Linked DNA regions of Zea mays: all the other regions are linked to region 3. Evidence: chromatin contacts called from public Hi-C data. All regions are on one chromosome and are shown on one strand. The core of a region is the stretch at or near the end of the contact, and the rest is flanking DNA. Distances in the headings are between cores, read along the strand shown.

The links. A called contact is a pair of places that touch in the nucleus more often than the background predicts.
Region 1: a contact with region 3 is called in a Hi-C map of ear, with 2.2 times the contacts expected there. The contact joins the promoter of LOC100381336 here to the promoter of LOC103641907 in region 3. A contact is called at or near these places in 4 of 25 Hi-C or Micro-C datasets (ear, leaf and tassel).
Region 2: a contact with region 3 is called in a Hi-C map of leaf, with 6 times the contacts expected there. The contact joins the promoter of LOC100285441 here to the promoter of LOC103641907 in region 3. A contact is called at or near these places in 2 of 25 Hi-C or Micro-C datasets (ear and leaf).

Annotation. Positions count from the first base shown.
Region 1 is chr10:136,953,504-136,956,331 of Zm-B73-REFERENCE-NAM-5.0, reverse strand. It overlaps LOC100381336 (ELMO domain-containing protein 2), which reads left to right and starts at 1,276. Exons shown (of 9, transcript NM_001174204.2): 1 at 1,276-1,619; 2 at 1,729-1,838; 3 at 2,506-2,574. The coding sequence starts at 1,535.
Region 2 is chr10:137,065,122-137,068,030 of Zm-B73-REFERENCE-NAM-5.0, reverse strand. It overlaps LOC100285441, which reads right to left and starts at 1,487. Exons shown (of 3, transcript NM_001158334.1): 1 at 1,301-1,487; 2 at 1-817. The coding sequence starts at 689.
Region 3 is chr10:136,696,582-136,699,536 of Zm-B73-REFERENCE-NAM-5.0, reverse strand. LOC103641907 (GATA transcription factor 26) reads left to right here and starts at 1,360. Exons shown (of 8, transcript XM_008665218.4): 1 at 1,360-1,862; 2 at 2,625-2,955. The coding sequence starts at 1,823.

The DNA of each region.
Region 1 (2,828 bases), core at 27-2,526, 260 kb before region 3:
ATAACATCTGCATGTGTCATCATCCATCTCTCTAGGATGGGATGCAGAAAATGATCTTTCTTCACTAAAACTTGCTTCCTTGTTATGTGACTTTGTGAATGGCCTTTCCCCATTTGAACATGTTCTTGTTTGGTGAAACATGAATTTCTTACCCTAATAATTCTCTTGATTGGGGTAGCCCTAATTCTTGAAGTGAGTCAAAAGGGTTCTTAGGGTATTGCTTCTTCTAGAGTGATTGCTTAATGAGATTTACATTGTCACCCTTCATAGCCTTAAATATGTCCTCTTGTTGGGTATAATAAGCTTCTTAATTGACCACTTTTGAGGACTCATGTTGTAATTCACTACAAAAGTCTCAAACTCTTTAGATAGTGAGACTAATATTAAGTGGACAACAAAGCTTTCTTCAATCCCATATAGAAGGACATACGTTTATTTGCAAAATTGGTCATCTTAAATATGTGCTCTCTTATGCCATAGTCATCATGCTTATATCACTTTCGAGGTTAGAGGAGGATGCCATATATAGAGGAGGCCCCGACGGTCGGTGTAAGTCGGGTGTAGCGGTGGCAGTGGTGCTTTTCCTCACTAACTGTGTAGGATCAGACCAGATATACATGCAGGGATGAGAAGGTATCGTCGTATCGATACATATCGGTTCGTGTACTCGTCTATGCCCTTTTAATGTACGCTATAGGCTACTTTGGGAACTCCGAATCCTCTTCGGGATTGGAGGAGATTGAGGTGGAAATGAACTAATTTCCTCTCGAATCCCCTTCAATCCCGAACGGGATTTGAGTTTTCAAACTAGCCCTATATAAAAGAGGGTCGAATAAGACCTTTTTACTGTACGTAGTGTGAAAGATAACATAACTGATAAAGTTGTACATCAACCCAACATACATCTGATCTGGATATTCGCCCATTTGGTGAAAAGGTTGATGGCCTTGATCTGTCTTTGACATATTCTATTCGTCTTTGATAAACTGATTTGTCTCTTAACATCATATTCATCAGTGAAATTCAGATCTCGCTCCTGTCCTGTCTTAGGGTTAAACACGGCATAGCAACCTGAACTAAAGACATTCATCTGATACGCCCACGGCCCATCTTTCAGCATCCACCTTGCTTGAAAGGCTCTGGGAGACTGGCACTGCCTAGGAAGGGAACGTTGCTTTCTACGCCAAAAACGTCCTCGGCTTCTCAAACTGACACCGACGCAACGCAACTGCAATAATTCGCGGGGACGGAAGCCAGGCCAAACTAGAGAAGCGCCAAGTTGCCAGCCAAACGAACAAAGCTAAAACAGGGCGGGGGCGTCCCTTCGTGGGGACAGCCCTCGTGGTCGATCCGCCCGTGGGATCTCGCGCACGCCAGGATTGGAGAGCTGCGGCCTCCCTCCGCCCCAACCAGCCATGGGTTCCCGCGTTGATTGCGGCGCTTAGACGCGGAGGAGGAGAGAGACACGGGGAGGGGGGGAGGCCGAGGCCTAGGAGGCGTAGCGCTGTGCAGGGCGCGAGCGCGTTCGTTCGGCATGGAACAGAACGCCGGCTCGTTCCTCGCCGTGCGTCGCCTCTCCGGTGGCGCCATCCACCACCATCGTCACCACTCTTCCCCGGGTACGTGCGCGGCGCCGTCGTTTGGTTGGTTACGCTGTTTGCCTTCGTGCGTGCAGAGGCTCACGGCGGTTATGGTTTTTTTTCTCCTCCCTTTCTCGTGCGCCCGCAGCTGAGGTCGTGGGCGTGTCCACTGCGTGGCTCGGTAAGGGGCTTTCATGCGTCTGCGCGCAGAGGAGGGAGAGCGACGTGCGCCTGTCCTTCGATTTGAGTCCCATTCAGGTGGAAAGCTCGCTCTCGTTCCGTCCTTTGTTGCTTATATGTCTTCGACACAGGGCGTTAGCAAATAGCAACCGAGATATAACCCTGTGGCATGTGATCATTCTGAAATATGAATGATGAAACCTCCCCTGAAAGTTTTAAATGTGAACTGGCAATATTGTCATGGCAACGTACAGGAAAACTGTTTTGAGCGTACGTGATAGAAGCGATTGTGGAAGCTGTACTGTCTTAAGCCTAATGCATGTTTAGTATTGTGATTCACCACTTCAGCAGGAAAACTGTGTCAATTTGTGTGTTGTCTAATTCATAGGACGATGAAAAATTCTTGTTCTCGTTTTGTTTCACAATTTAGTAGCCTATATGTCGACGCAGGGGTTAGAGACATTTCCTTTGTTCCTTGTGGATTGATTTCTGAGAAAAGAAATTGAGATATTAAATCGTATAAAGAGCAATTTGGATGTAAACGTATAGAGAAATTTTCATTACTTATTTTGCGATAATGGAAACATGAAGCAGTGTAGTGTCATGTCATTGTAGCATTAGTGGTTATGACACTGGGTATGTTTCTGCGATTAACATTGTGTGCCATTGCCTCCATTATTTATTAAAATTCATGGGGGCAATGAAAGTTCCTACATGAACATTTATGGTTTATTCTCTGTTCCAGGAAGAGTGCTTGAATAGGTTGCAGAACCGGATAGAGGTGCAGTATGATGGTTCAAATCTGGAGCATCAGGTACTAGCGTTAGCTGATATCACCACCTTGTTAACATTAGCATGCAACATCATACTTGAAATGCACATTTGTTCTTTGTTACTGTTGTGCTGTGATGAACTTTGGATTTTTCAAATTCAAGATGACTCTGGTGTGCTATAACATGTGTCGGTATACTTAACAGTACCGTTGCATGTACATGCTTGGGTTCAGGGAGAGGGCACTTGCATATTTCAATCCATCATTTTAACAGAGCACAACCTATTATTTTTAAA
Region 2 (2,909 bases), core at 238-2,737, 370 kb before region 3:
ACACCCTTTACACTCTCACAGTTCCTCTCCACATTGAGCATTGCTTCACCAGCTATGGTCTCGCTTTTATATGTGCTCGTGCAGCTGTTGAGGGTGCTCATAGCAGTGACCACACCCATGCTGTCAATACTACTGTGAGGGCTAACATTGCCACTCGGAGGGAGTGAAGCGTCCCAGACGCACTCCTTCTCCTCCGAGTCCTGAGGCAAAGAGGTAGCCTGAGACGACCTTGCTGTGGTGACTGATGCCACTGCAGAAGCAGATACCTTCCTCTCTTCAGCCATACCTTCAGCACCGCCTGCACCTACCACCAGATTTGCCTTTGCGCCTGTAACACGGATCGAGAGGTCATCTATGAAAGGCCCCTTCACCGAGACTCCTCGCACTAAACTAACCGGTGGCTCGGACTTCTCGTCGATTGCAACATAGACTGTCTTCATGATATCCATGTCAATAGGCTCTGGAGGGTGACTAGCCCCAGAGAAGGAGCTCCGGACACCTTCATCAGAGGAATCCATGCTCCGGAAGCTCTCTTCGCCATCATCTGGCAAATCCGTCTCTTCTTGCTGTTGGGAGTCATTCCCTTCACATGACGCCTTTATAGGTATCGGTGGCTCCGAGCTCTGAACCTTCTGGGCAGTGAGCACAAAAGGGTCTTTGGGCTCAGCAATCTTGTCTACAGCCTCCATTCAGTCTCAGCATAACAAGTGCACAACCACCTACTGGGTCGTTTCTTGACGAATCCCCAAGCAATTCTCTACAGCCACCTGTTTCCTGGCACCCGGTGAGCAGATTTCTGCGCAGACAGCACTCCACCCTACAAGAACCACAAGGATTTCATTGTCTAAAAAAATGGGCGAGGAGCAAGGAGATGAAGGAAACCGTTCGCCTCAATCCAAAGAGTTCCAAGAATCCAACCTGCTTCCAGACTAATTCTGGGCGCCACCAAGCCAAGCAACTCCCGGAAGTAGGACAAACTCCACACTGTGCAAACACGAAAAGTGCCGTTCAATGCTTCAATCCATCGGATTAGACATTACTCTCTTGCGAAAACAACAACCCACCAAATTATTCCTGCGTTGCTTAAATCCCACGACTCCCTCGCCGACGCAAAATCCCAAGAACCACACCTGAAATCCCCCGTTCGCTACCCGGAAAATGCACCCAAACCGCATTCAGAACTTTCCCAGACACACCCAAAAATAACCAGCAAAACCAGCGCATCCCCATCTCCTTCGCAAACAAGAGACGCAACCATCCCGAATCCGAGAAGCTTAACTGAAACGAAAGAAATAGTCACCTCGAATGATGGGAGGTGAAGATCCCGGGGCACTCTCCGTGCTCTTGGCTCCCAATCTTCCACTCGCTTCCCCCACCGCCCACCCCTGCTCCGCTCGTACCAGTCCCCGAGTAACTCCGCATTCGCACGCACTCTCTCTCTCTCTCTCTCTCCTCTCGTGAAGAGGGGAAGTGGAGTGGAGGACAAAAGAAAAAGCGAAAGGCGTGGTAACTGTTGTGGAGCTCTGCTCGGAGTCGGAAGTGGGGGCGTATGATATTTGCTTCCCTTGCTTTTCTTCCTCCTCAGTTTTTACCTCTACAACTAGTTTGGTAACTTTCTTTAAAAGATTTATATTTTATTAAAGAAAATTAAATTATTTTTTGATAAAATTAAGTTGTCAAATTAACCCTTAGAAATTTTAATGGAACGGACAGATTTACTGGTGGAACGCGTGGCTGCTCCGCTGCTATAGCCTATAGCTTGCTACAGCCAGCCGTTTACCGCCGGTAATCACAAGCTTACTTTAGTCTTTTATACTGATCACACAGCTTTGTTTCTTGTAGGTTGTGGTCCTTCTTTTTGTTTTTGTTAAGTCATGTATAATGAGAAGACACCAAAACGATTCTCCAAACATAAGAGATAATTAAAAGACTCAATTATACAATATAGTGTCTATAAATGTAGTCTATTAATAAATACAGAAGTAAATGTGTTTGTACAGCATCGGATCAATAGAACAGACGACAATTTCGTACAATGGAGAGTGACGTGTTTGTTGCTACTTGGGTTACGAGCTAGAGGCGTCTCTTCACGAAGAGATGGCTCCACGATTTTTTTTGCAAATACTCCCTTTAAACATCTCAAGAGTCTCTACATTAAACACCATTGTACATGCCTTTAGACTATATCAGCTTACCCATTCATATATTTATATTTAAATTCTACTTTACGAATAGTACAATCTACAATACAAATAAATACTTTTATGTAAACTATTGATAGATTGTTGCACACATTCTTACGGCTACAGCGAGCCGTTTACTGCGCAAAAACATCAACCCTTGCCGATCATTGAAAAAAAACATGGCTTTCTGTGATGACTTAGGGTGCGTTTGGTTGCGGGGCAGCCAAATCAGGGACGTCCTCTGGTGTCCCCTCTCGTTCCTCCAATTTTGAGAGAGAACACTGAGATAGTACTGTCCTAACCTTTAACTCTGAACCAAACAACCTTATTTGAGGGATCGTCTCATCCCGTCCCGTCCTGTCATTGCAACCAAACACATCCTTAAGCATCTCTAAGTATTAGTTTGGTAACCTTTTTTCTCAAGCGATTTTCAATTTTTCAATGAAAATTAGTTTATTTTCTCTTTAAAAAATAGGAATCATTTAGGAAAATGTTGTTACCAAACTAGACTTAAGAAGGAATTCTAAAACGGAGTCCTAAAATTTGAAATAGGACCATATTTAAGATGTTTAGGGCCTCAAATTTTTTACTCCAACAGTTAGACCTAATAAAACGATATTATTTAAGAAATAAAACATATTATCAGGAAACAATTAGTTATAATTTAGAAAATATTTAGAACCCGAAAATACAAATATTATAATCATTTGGTAAATTTCGTTGTTG
Region 3 (2,955 bases), core at 111-2,610:
TGTCAACTTCACATGATACACAATCGATCTCCGGTTGAGCAGTTTAAGCTCGTGTAGCGTATCAGTGTGGTACACGAATTTGTTGGGTTGAGCATGTGCTCTTTCTGGAGGGGGTGAGATGCAAATGGCACAAGGCAAAAAGATTCTTTTAGTGTACCCAGAGTGGAGGGCTTTAAAGGTAAGCAAACTGACTCATTAGTGCAAAGTAGGGATGAAAACGGTCGGAAACGGTCGGTAAACACTAAAACCATTACCGTTTCCATATTTTTTATCGGAAACAAAATCGGAAACGATAACTCCGGAAACGGAAACGACATCGGTATTTCGGAAACATCGGAAACGAAAGTTCGGTGCGGAAAATACATCGGTAACGGTCAAAATCTAAAATACGATCGGTAAACGTATCAAACTTCACAATAAAACAAAATTGACAAAAGATCACAAATACCACAAGTTCACAATTCATGATATAACAAGTTCACAATATAACAAGTTCACAAGGATCACAAATTTATAATATAAAAAGTTTACAAAGATCACAAGTTCACAATATAACAAGTTCATAAAGATCACAAGTTCACAGACTCAAAGTTCACAATTCACAATATCCACTCGATTTAGTTGACATGACATGCTTACTCATGAAATATTTTTTCCTCACATAAAGGGTTTTTTCATAGCCTCACAGGAAAACCCTAAAATCTAGTGTGTGAAAAAGACAGACTGTCGGCTCTCTATCATTATATATTACTAATACATAACATGTGCATAGAAAATGATGGATTCGTTCGAGAGACCAAATCGTTAATCTCAATTGCCTTCCAACACCATCTAACCCCAAAAAAATCTTAAAGCGTCCAAAAAATACAAAAATAAGCAATCCTTATCCAGAAATGTACAGGCGATGCGAAAAAATCACATGCTGGAAAATTCCGAAAAAAATTCCGAAAAAATTCCGAGACACAATTCCGGAAAAATCCGAGACACAAATCCGGTAATTTCCGACAAAAACCGGTAACCGATGGAAACGGTCGGTAAAACACCACGCCGATTCCGATACCGATTCCGATAGAAAATTCCGAAAACCGATTCCGTTTCCGAAAAATACCGTTACCGGTGAATCCGATCGAAAATTTTCGAAATCGGTTTCCGGAATTCCGAAAAATTCCAAAACCGTTTTCATCCCTAGTGCAAAGGAACATCCTAATCTTTAACATAGTCACATCCACATGAATAATAACGAAATTGGATGAAATGAAATCACAACAAAAACCAACCCCAGGGCCTGAAAAATATTTCTCTCTGTCTCATCTCTTTTCCCTGCTTTGCCCAATTCCTAGTTGATTATCTCTCTTTATTATTATAGTTAATAAAAACATCCAGCTTTTAAACTATAATTCTTTTGGATTCCTCCTCGAGTGCCTTTCACCCGGACTTTGTGAATCCCCTCCACGCTGCTTCTGCATTCCTTCGTTCCTCTATTATTTCTCCACCCCTTTCCCCCCGTCTCTCTCTCCTCACCCCTCTCTCTCTAAAAGACTGAAAACAATAGAAAGGAACAAGGGGGGAAGAACACCAACCAAGCAGGACTTGGTTTTTGGGAACTCCATGGGCTGTGGAATTGTCCCCAGGAATCCCCTCTGGGTTTGACGAGATTCATACAGATACATATATTTAATTTTTTCCCCTTTCGTTTGCTCAAAAAATCAATTGTACAGGCGAAACTGCTTGTTTGTGCTTTGTTTCTTCCGTGTTTGTTTCCTTGGGATTTTCCTCTGGTCCGTTCTTCTTCACCTGTGGGGTGGGAGGAGCAGAGACAATCATGGGAAAGCAAGGACCCTGCCGTCATTGCGGAGTCACAAGTGAGCTCTTCTTCAATAAAGCTAGAGATATTTGTTCCAGTTGTTATTTATTTATTTTTATCTCTTTTTCGTTCCCTTTCCCCTTTGTTTCTCAGCAAGTAGTGCTTTTTTGGGGATGATTTCCCCCAATTATGCATCTGGGAAGTGGGACTCAGACGAAATCTTTGAAGTGCGTGGGACTCGGGTTCCTCATGTTTCCGTGTTCTTTGTGTCTTTGCTGATGGTTTGTTACTAGTCCGAATTCATTGAACTGCCTGTGAGTGTTCGAGAGAAGTCTGTGAACTGCCTGTGAGTGTTCGAGAGAAGTCCGTGGATATGGTTGTAAAATTCTCAACCTGAGAGAACAGATTATCACGGAACACATTTAGACCTTTTGACTACGGTGGATATACACTTCTTATATAACTTCTGCAGATAATGGGAGATTAGCTGCAGCTCAGACTCCTATTCTACAATAAGAAAATAACCATTTGCTTCTGCCAATCAGATAAAATCAGAATTCGAATGTACAGTTGAACTGAACATTGAGGCACTAAAGGCATTTATCTGAAACGTTTAGTCAGAATGTATGTAATTAGTTTCAGGATGCCTTCTGGATACATTCTTGCTAATGTGTATAGTTTATTACCTGTTTTCTATGTTCCCTACCATGGCATCATCTCCTACTACATGTAAATTGTGATATTGACTCTGAGCTTGTATGCCCGGCATATTTTTGTGCATCAGTTTTGATGGATGTCTCATGGCAAAATGCTGGAACAGGTACTCCGCTGTGGCGGAATGGGCCACCAGATAAGCCGGTGCTCTGCAATGCGTGTGGCTCGAGGTGGAGAACGAAGGGTTCATTGGCAAACTACACTCCAATGCATCGCAATGACAATATTGATGATGATGAACCCAGAGTTAGCAAGCTGAAGCCACCGACGTCAAAGTTGAAGTCACAGAAGAAAAAAACAAATCACATTATAATGGAGAATGGACCATTCTCTGGTCAGAATTTCCGAAAGATGGGGGATGTTGACCCAAGCTATCGGTCTAGTTCAGGATCTGCAGTATCATACTCTGAGAGTTGTGCCCCATATGGTGCTGCTGA